Linked DNA regions of Zea mays: regions 2 and 3 are each linked to region 1. The links are chromatin contacts, called in public Hi-C maps. All regions are on one chromosome and are shown on one strand. Each heading gives the region's core, a stretch centred on a gene start, on an enhancer-like site or on the middle of the called end of the contact. The rest is flanking DNA. Distances are from core to core; before and after follow the strand shown.

Region 1 (2,773 bases), core at 127-2,626:
ATTGATCTGCCTTACACATCACATGAACTCCCACCTTTGGTGAGTTCATGCACATTATTCCTCACAACTTGTTGAGCGATGAATATGTGTGAGCTCACCCTTGCTGTCTCACACACCCCCACAGGAGAACAGGTGGTCGAAGAGGAGCCGCCTAACACTGAGGCTTTCGACTTAATCTAGGTGGCGTCTCACAGTCAGCTTTCTGGCGTCAAAGATGGATTTTAGATCCTGCTATATTTATTTCTTATTTTGTAAGACTTCCGCTATGTAATAAAGTACTCTGATTATATTGTGATATTTATCTATATACACTCTGTTATTATATATGTTGTCTTCTTTGGCGCATGTATGAGATGCACCCGGCTTTTTTCCTTAAATCCGGGTGTGATAGTGGGCTTGTGGCCTAGATGACCATAGGCCTGGGTCTGCTCCTACTCCATAGTAAAACTCCAAGGTGAAGTTGGCCAGAGCCAGCCAAACGTCTTAACTCCAGAGTTACAAACTTCATATAGTTTTGAGAGACTTATATAATTTTTTGGAGTACATTTTTTGTTGCTCTGAAGTCCTCAAAAATCAATCTAGACATTCAGTTTGAAGATATTTACCAGGCACTGGTACTCGTCATGAGAAAACATTAGACTTTTCGGAGTAGAGCTGCTCTACACAAATTTTTGGGGTAGAGCTTACCTGGAATGGAGCGGAGTTATACCAAACACGCCTAAATACATTTTGGAGTAGAGCTTATTAAGTAAATTTTAATCGATGCCACTATATAATCCACCAGTTTAAACTTTGTAAATCTGATCCAACCAAATCACTCCATACCAGATAACCTCCACTAAATCCAGCAAAAAAAATGCACCCATACTTAACACACCATCAAAATTAATGATTTAGATCCCAAATAATCCACTCTCTCTTACTCATTCAATTCTAAAGGACATATTGTTTGGATCATCAAACATCCCTTCTCCCGTGCGACATCGTCGCACCCCAGCCTCCCCCCGCGACACCACCGCCTCCTCCACTTGTGCCGCCCCACCGTCGATTTCTACCCTGAATTATATCATTAGCACGGACTATATGATAGTTTCTTTAAAAATGAAGAGATCTAAACGATCCTTTATAGAAAAAAAAAGAGTTAGATCACCCTAATTTCCATTTCTTTTCTTTGGCGTATATTAATATCAGCCATTTTAGGTATTTTTTGGAATGCTATTTTTTCTATTTTTATGTTTTTAAAAATAAAACGATTTTCATGTAAAATTTCTCTATTCCTGTAAGATTTTCATGCAACAACAAAAGAATGTTAGAACGGGAAAGAGAGAAGGCACTGGAACTCTGAAGCGTCGCAGAACGCTCCTCCCTCTAAGGCTCCGACCTCCGTGCCTCGCGCGCCCTCGCCCTTGCCCTCGCCCTCCCCCACCAACCCAAAACCCGATCCGTTGCTCGCTGCTCAGGGTCCACTACTGATCCGCTCCACGCGAGCTCCCTTGTCCCCGCGTCACACTCGCGCCCAAGCAAGCGGTTGCTGCAAAGGAAGCCTCCCCTGATGGCTCTCGTGACCTCGGGCTCGGGTGCCGACCAGGTGATCGCCGAGGTGGCGATGAACGGCGGCGCCGACCCAAGTGCAACCACCGTGCGTGCTACTGTCGTGCAGGCGTCCACCATCTTCCACGACACGCCCGCCACTCTTGGTGAGCACGCGCTCGTGTTCCAACCCCCTTCTCTGTTCTACGACTGCTATTCCGTCCGTGCGCGCCTACTCAAGTTGTTCGTCTGATTGCCTCTTACGCGCGCACGGAACTGGGATATGACGGCGCGCCGCCGAATTGTGGCGCTCCTCGCCCAGTCGCCCTGCTAGCAGAGATGTACTCTGTAGGAGCTAGCGTGAAGGCTTCCTATTCCCCTGCCTGTTTTTACTTACTATTTATGAAAGAACAGCCAGCCAAAATGATTAGCCGGAATCACAATCAATCATTAAAGAAATTAAAAAGGGATTACAGAAAGTAAAAATCAAAGTCTTAAATGAAAGGATTTGGTTAGAACCGTAGTCCGTAGAAGGGTGGTAGAAACTTTCTATGGAATCATAAAAGGGTGGTACGATGCCGTTTGTCACAGATCCATTTCACTAGTGCAGCTCCATGAGCAGCTCTACCCGTGGAGTGGAAGCTGTTTTCGTGGCCATTTTGCCAAATGATTTAACATATGCAACTCCTTAGAACACTCAAAATCCCATACAAGGAAAGGCCCAACCACGGCAAGAGCTGGGAGAAGCTACTATTTTAAGCTTCATCTTCCATCCACCACATGTGACAGCGCACATTAAGGAGCTCCTTAGGTGGAGCTGTTTTATTTTTTCCTGTTTGGCACAAAACACCTCTAGACAGCTCCTAGAGCTCCAAACATGTAGTTTCTTCTAAAACACTCTGGATTCGTTTCTATTATATTACCTTGAATCTACATAGAATTGATTAGTAGATTAAAATAGTAGTCTACTTTGACTTTTTTTTCACTGCATCCACTTAATTTCAATAAATTCAAATTAAAATAATAAAAAATTTAAAAGTAATTCTTCATTGAAATAATCCATGAAGAGGGAGAAAATCAATACGAGAATAGATTATATAGTAAAAAGGAAAAAACTGGCAATCTCTCTGCTTCTTCTAGCTAATTACTTTCAAAACTTAACAGCTAATTTCAACATTAAGGCTATCATAGATTCATGAGTAGGAAAGCTGTTTGTTCAATTTCATACATTTCATTGGAGGAT
Region 2 (2,773 bases), core at 193-2,692, 190 kb before region 1:
TGTTAAGAAAGAACCTTGTGACACAAAATATCTGATGGGTGTGGTGCATGATTTGATGTAGCATGTAGAATTTTCCTTGTTGACTACAACACCATACTCAATAAACTAACGTCTCGTTTGGATCCTTGGAATTGAATTCTATTCTAATAATAGAAATTTAGGCAAAGATCAACTAAGCTAATATAGTTTTTGTCGAAATATATTTGTATATTATTATTAGCAATATGTGGGAGATAAAATCATTTCCCATATTCTACCCCATGAACTTAAGATAGACTTATATTTGAGCTTCAGAAAGTGGTGGAATGTCAAATTCCAAGCCAAATAATCTACTTTATTAAGTAAATTCCAATTTCTCCAAAATGAATAGATCCAAACGGCCCTAAGAGGAAAAAGATGACATCGCTCCCTATGAAATACAAACCGTTGGCTATATGATCTTAAATAGTGGCATAACTGATGCATGAAGTAGCATAAGGAAACATGATCATTCAAAATTTAGGGGAGGACTGACATATATGCAATCAACGTGCTAATGAAGCAATTGCGAACTCACCTGCATCTTCTTGGTTCTCTACTAAAGAGTTATGACCCCAGGTCTGATTTAGGCAAAGGCATTACTGAATGCTGGCAAAATAAAAAACAATACTAAGTTAGAAAGATTCAGTAATATAGACAAAATGAATTACAGTGAGCTTTTCACGGACAACAAAATACCAAACCAAGATAAACATCATGGAACTAGATTCAGATAGTTATTGGCAATAATAATACAAAAAATTCATGAACTAACCACTCAGCAACAAGTTCTCATAAAATGGGAAAAAGACTGGCACAACAAAAGAATGGTCCCCTGACAACATAGTCAAACACATAGAATGTTTATTGATCATAAATATTTTCTCCTACCATCATACCTAGTGAAGGTAGATTAAATGTGTTCTCCTAACTGTAGAGCCAGTATCGTACAAACTCATCTGCAATGTATGAATCACACTTTCAAGATATTAATTAAATCATGCCAAGGTGAAGCATCCACAACAGTGTGTACTAATGAAGAAACCAAGCCAATCTACCCCAGCTCCTCTTCAACTTAAACGCCGGTGCCACCGATCTGGGTATTTGCCTGCCCAATCATCAGATCGACCATCGTTCGGCGGGCAGCAGCGGACTCAGGATGCCAGCCAAATACCAAAAAAACGCGCACCGGAAACCAGTCAGGAACTTCAATTCCCCTAACCCGACGACATGAGCCGCTACTTCCCTCAACGCCCTTAAATATTATCTCAACCATAACCGTATACGTATTGAAGTAAAGATACGGATGAAATAGAGCGTACCAAACGAATCTTGGGCTTATGGTGCCGGCTGGTCCATTCCGGCGTGGGAAACACCCGTCGGGAAATGTTTCTACGGAGAGAAGGGAGGACCGGAGGAGCTTCTGCTGTGACGGTGGGCAGTGGCCGTCGGAGAAGGGAGTTGGGGGAACCGTGCAAGGCGGAAGAGGCGGCGGTGGGTCAGGCCCAGCCCAGGTGCAACCTATATTTGGTCACCAACTCAGATAGCCAGCCCAAGTACAACTTGGACTCCAGCCCAAAACGTTTCTTCTTGAGAAACACTCCGCTCTCTCTTTCCTCCTGCGATTCTCCATCTCTTTCCCTGCTCCGTCTCGTCGTTGTCTTCCCCTTTTTTTCCTCAGCCACCTCTCTCCCTCGCTAGAGCAAAAACCTTGCCACGAATCGCCGACACTCCAACCCGGAAGAGGCAACGAGGTGACTCCGCGCCTCGGTCATGGGTGACAGCCAATACTCCTTCTCGCTTACCACTTTCAGGTTCGTGCTCCCCTCGCTACATCGCTCGCTTACTCGTCTCCCCCATCGAGATCGGTGGGATTTTTGCGTCGTTACGGTGGTTTGATGTGAATTTTTTTGGTTGATTTCTCTGCAGCCCGTCGGGAAAGCTTGTGCAGATAGAGCACGCGCTCACGGCTGTCGGATCCGGGCAGACCTCCCTAGGGATCAAAGGTTCGATCTGTGCAGTATTCCGCTCTCGCTCCTCTGATTTCTTATGTTAGTATTTTTCTGTTGCTAGGTAGCAGAGATATGAAACAGCATTATGACGTCTTAGCACGTGCATTACATTAGGTCATTGCGGAGGGTTTAGAATTAGATCCTCTGGAAGTGTATTATTTTGGGTTTGTCTTCTTATGTTTGTGTCTTTGCATCGATTAGGGCTTCCATCCTTTCTCGTTAGCATTGCAGTGTTAATTGAAGATAACTAAAATGTAAATTCAACTGTGTATATAGTTGTGATTTTCTTATCACCTGGATAGCTACAAACATTTGCGGCTGTTTTCAATTTGTATGAATTATTGCTTGCAGCATTGGGCATTGCATGATTCATAAGTTCAGGTTGGGATGTGCACGCACACACAAAAAGATCTCTGACTAAATTACTAGTCCCTAAGTCCCTCCATTCCAAACTATAAGACATTTTGGCTGTTCTAGATACATCACCTTTGCTATGCACTTAAATATGGCTAGGTATATAGTTGAAACAATGTATTTAGAAAAATCAAAATGTCTTACAATTTGAAATATGGAGTACCAATTTAGTCACGATTAAATTATTTCTCTAATCTAATATGAATTGTCAAGTTATTTGAGATTGGACTTGTAAATTCCATGATGACTATTCGTGCTAATACATTTGACATCTTTTCCTATTTTTTACTGCATGTGCATGCTTACATTGCCCAAATTTTCTTTCTTCT
Region 3 (2,773 bases), core at 206-2,705, 170 kb after region 1:
AAGACTAGACTCTGTGTCTCTGTAAGAAACCAGCATTCGCATCAGTGCAGTTTTGGTAGGCCTTGTGATGCATGCTGGCAGATGTTTTTTTTTTTGCTTGAGAAAAGAATGGATATTGATGGCGGTTTCGCCATTGTCACACCACTACACCAGCACTCTCTATTTCAAATTCATGGTGAATTTCTTGCCCAACCCCAAAAGACCACATGCCTGACCGGTCGCCTGTGAGTCTATGACCAACCTGCTTACCAGGGCAACCGATCGCCCAGATGTACAACGACATGTTGCAGCTGCAGCCTACACATACAGAGCCGGCCCAGAACTAGCACACCGTCACCGCGCCTGCCGCGCGCACGCAACGGCCCGCTCCAGGTGCTGCAGCGACTTGTTGTAGCTGACGAAGCCCATGAACCAGAACTCGAAGCCGTCGGTGGTGGCGAGCCGCACGTACCTCTGCTCCGGCCGGTGCCTGTTCTCGCTGGGCCGCACCGCCCCGACCTTCCGCAGCGGGACGGCCACCTTGTACGGCGCGCGGAAGCTGCAGTCGCCGCGCGGGGTGGACACCGCCAGCGACAGCGACCGGTCGCTGCGGAAGGCCACCCGCGCCGTCGACACGAACAGCACGCCGGCGATGGGCCCCGCCGTCGTCCACAGGTGGCACTGCGACGCCCGCAGCAGCTTCTCGTCCTTGTCCGCCGAGAACCACTGCCGGAACAGCTTCTCCACGCTGCCGCCGGCCCGGAGGATCTTCGCGCCCAGCGAGAGCTTCCCCTTCACCGTGTCGGAGAGCTTCGGTCCCAGGGTCACTGCACGCGATGCGATGCGTACAAATCGGAGCAAGCATCAGCTTCAGTTCAGTCTAAAGGCATGTTTTTGCTTGGGTTTTGGAGGCTCTGTTTCTTTTTTTTTTCTTTTCAGAATACAAAAGTTCAATCAAAGGAGTTGCTTACCATGTTCTTTGATGCCCCGGACGATCTTGTCTCCCTTCCTAGTGGCTTGTTGATTGCTCGTCGGCCGATCGGCGGCGGTCGTCGTCGAACTGGCAGCATCTGGAAGGTGAAAGATAGCTTGATCAGCGACATGCTTCGACTTTCTTGGTTCCTTTCCGCACCTTGCAGTGCATGGTGAGCTTGACACGATCAGACAAATCAAGAGGGCGCGGAGCGAGCGAGGCTCTCACCATGGCTGTAGTACTGGAAGGAGCTCGGGAACTCTCCACGGTCGGGCGTCGTCTCTTCTACCGAGAAGTCGGGTTCCTCGATGCCATAAGCCCTTGTGCTCACCGGGATCCCGACCACATGACCCTCGGTCGCCGTCGACCCCTCCATCGCTGAGTCGTCTTTACACAGCGCACCAAGACCAAGACCAAGACTTGGCAGCAGGCACCTGCTGCCCTGATTTGCTCGGTTCTTGCCTGCCCTCTCGGTACCTAATGTGCGGTGGTTGCGGGTTACTCAGGCCCCAAATGAGGAGGAGGAAAAGGCTTCTTTTATAGCGCTGGTGCCTATCTTCTCCTCTCCTCTCCTCCCCAGAAAGATCCAAACCGGCTCAGTGGCCACCCGGCCGGTTCAGCGCTTTGGAATTGGGAACAGATGCAGCGGCCCTCATCTCTTCGTCGCGATAAAAAGGTTTTTTTTCTTTTTCTGCTGGTATAGTAGTAGGCTAGTAGCGTTTTTGTATTGATGGCGCCTTTCTGAAAGTCACGTATTTGTCGAACTCGTTTAGAGCAAGCGCAGATGGGAACTTTTTACGCTCATCAGCATGCGAGATGCGTTGGAATTCTTGAGATGGCACCAAATGGTCGGATCCGGCTGCTCGGTGCAGCTGTCGTCTGCGAGTACACGGCTTTTACTGCCGGCGAGTCGTTGGGAGCTTGGCATTGGCAATGTGTCCGCTTCTATTTAGGATCAAGCGTTTGACTCCCGGCCCGTTGCGTTGCATGCACGAAGAGATCATATGCAATTGGTTTTTGGCATGGAGAACATGTCCATGAATTGACCGCCTGTTCTACTTGGATTCTCATCAACAGCACTTGGTCCCTACTACTACCACAGTATTAATAGAGACAAGTGAAATTAGTTCTGGCTAAAGACAAAGTTCACAAGTTCCTATTCATTTGTGGATTGAAGCCTCTCTCTTTTTTGTTTTTTTTTTGAAGAGGACTGAAGCCGGAACTTATCTATCATATCTAAAAAATATTTTTTTTCTCTAAGGCGTTCAGTTATTTAGCTTTCCCAATTAAATTCTATCGAGATTGAAGAATCAAGTAGTTTAAATAGTTAACGGAGGTGATCATACCCCATGTTTGTTGTCATGTACCAATGAACAATAAGACGTTTATGGAGAGTTCACTTTATTAATCATAGAATCTTCACGCCTAGTCCTATAGACATATCTACATCGTGTTTATAAAAAAAACTGCTCAGATTTGAGTTTGTTGACCAATGAGCCAATGCATACAAATGATTTGAGCCCAAGGATGGTTAAAGAAACTATAATAAGGAATTTCACAATTTTAAAAACAAACTAGTTGGCTTTGCCCATGCTAACACTACGGTCTTGGGAGGGGAGGGGCCAACGGCGGCGGCGACGCGAGGGAGGGGCCAGCGGCGACGACGCGAATGAGGGGGAGAGGAGGCGTGGTCACGGGAGGAGGAGGATCAGGGATGATGGAGGAAGGACGATTATGGATACATATGTGATTTGGTTGGTTGGGTTTTGCAAAGTTAAAACTGGTGGGGTATATATATGTTTCTCAAGTGATTTTGGTGTT

What was found. A called contact is a pair of places that touch in the nucleus more often than the background predicts.
Region 2: a Hi-C map of ear shows a contact between it and region 1, with 2.9 times the contacts expected there. The contact joins the promoter of LOC100284000 here to the promoter of LOC542093 in region 1. A contact is called at or near these places in 6 of 25 Hi-C or Micro-C datasets (ear, endosperm, leaf and 1 more) and 1 of 3 datasets of contacts at active chromatin or transcription factors (leaf).
Region 3: a Hi-C map of root tip shows a contact between it and region 1, with 3 times the contacts expected there. The contact joins the promoter of LOC100272825 here to the promoter of LOC542093 in region 1. A contact is called at or near these places in 3 of 25 Hi-C or Micro-C datasets (ear, root tip and tassel).

What each region holds. Positions count from the first base shown.
Region 1 is chr4:150,753,052-150,755,824 of Zm-B73-REFERENCE-NAM-5.0, forward strand. LOC542093 (nitrilase 2) reads left to right here and starts at 1,377. Exons shown (of 5, transcript NM_001111726.2): 1 at 1,377-1,697. The coding sequence starts at 1,553.
Region 2 is chr4:150,561,992-150,564,764 of Zm-B73-REFERENCE-NAM-5.0, forward strand. LOC100284000 (ubiquitin-conjugating enzyme E2 16) reads right to left here and starts at 1,443. Exons shown (of 7, transcript NM_001156898.2): 1 at 1,341-1,443; 2 at 918-977; 3 at 557-627. The coding sequence starts at 562. It overlaps LOC100192809, which reads left to right and starts at 1,604. Exons shown (of 11, transcript NM_001358576.1): 1 at 1,604-1,832; 2 at 1,948-2,024. The coding sequence starts at 1,792.
Region 3 is chr4:150,925,945-150,928,717 of Zm-B73-REFERENCE-NAM-5.0, forward strand. It overlaps LOC100272825 (Putative GEM-like protein 8), which reads right to left and starts at 1,456. Exons shown (of 3, transcript NM_001147278.1): 1 at 1,181-1,456; 2 at 951-1,049; 3 at 96-806. The coding sequence starts at 1,328. The coding sequence ends at 334.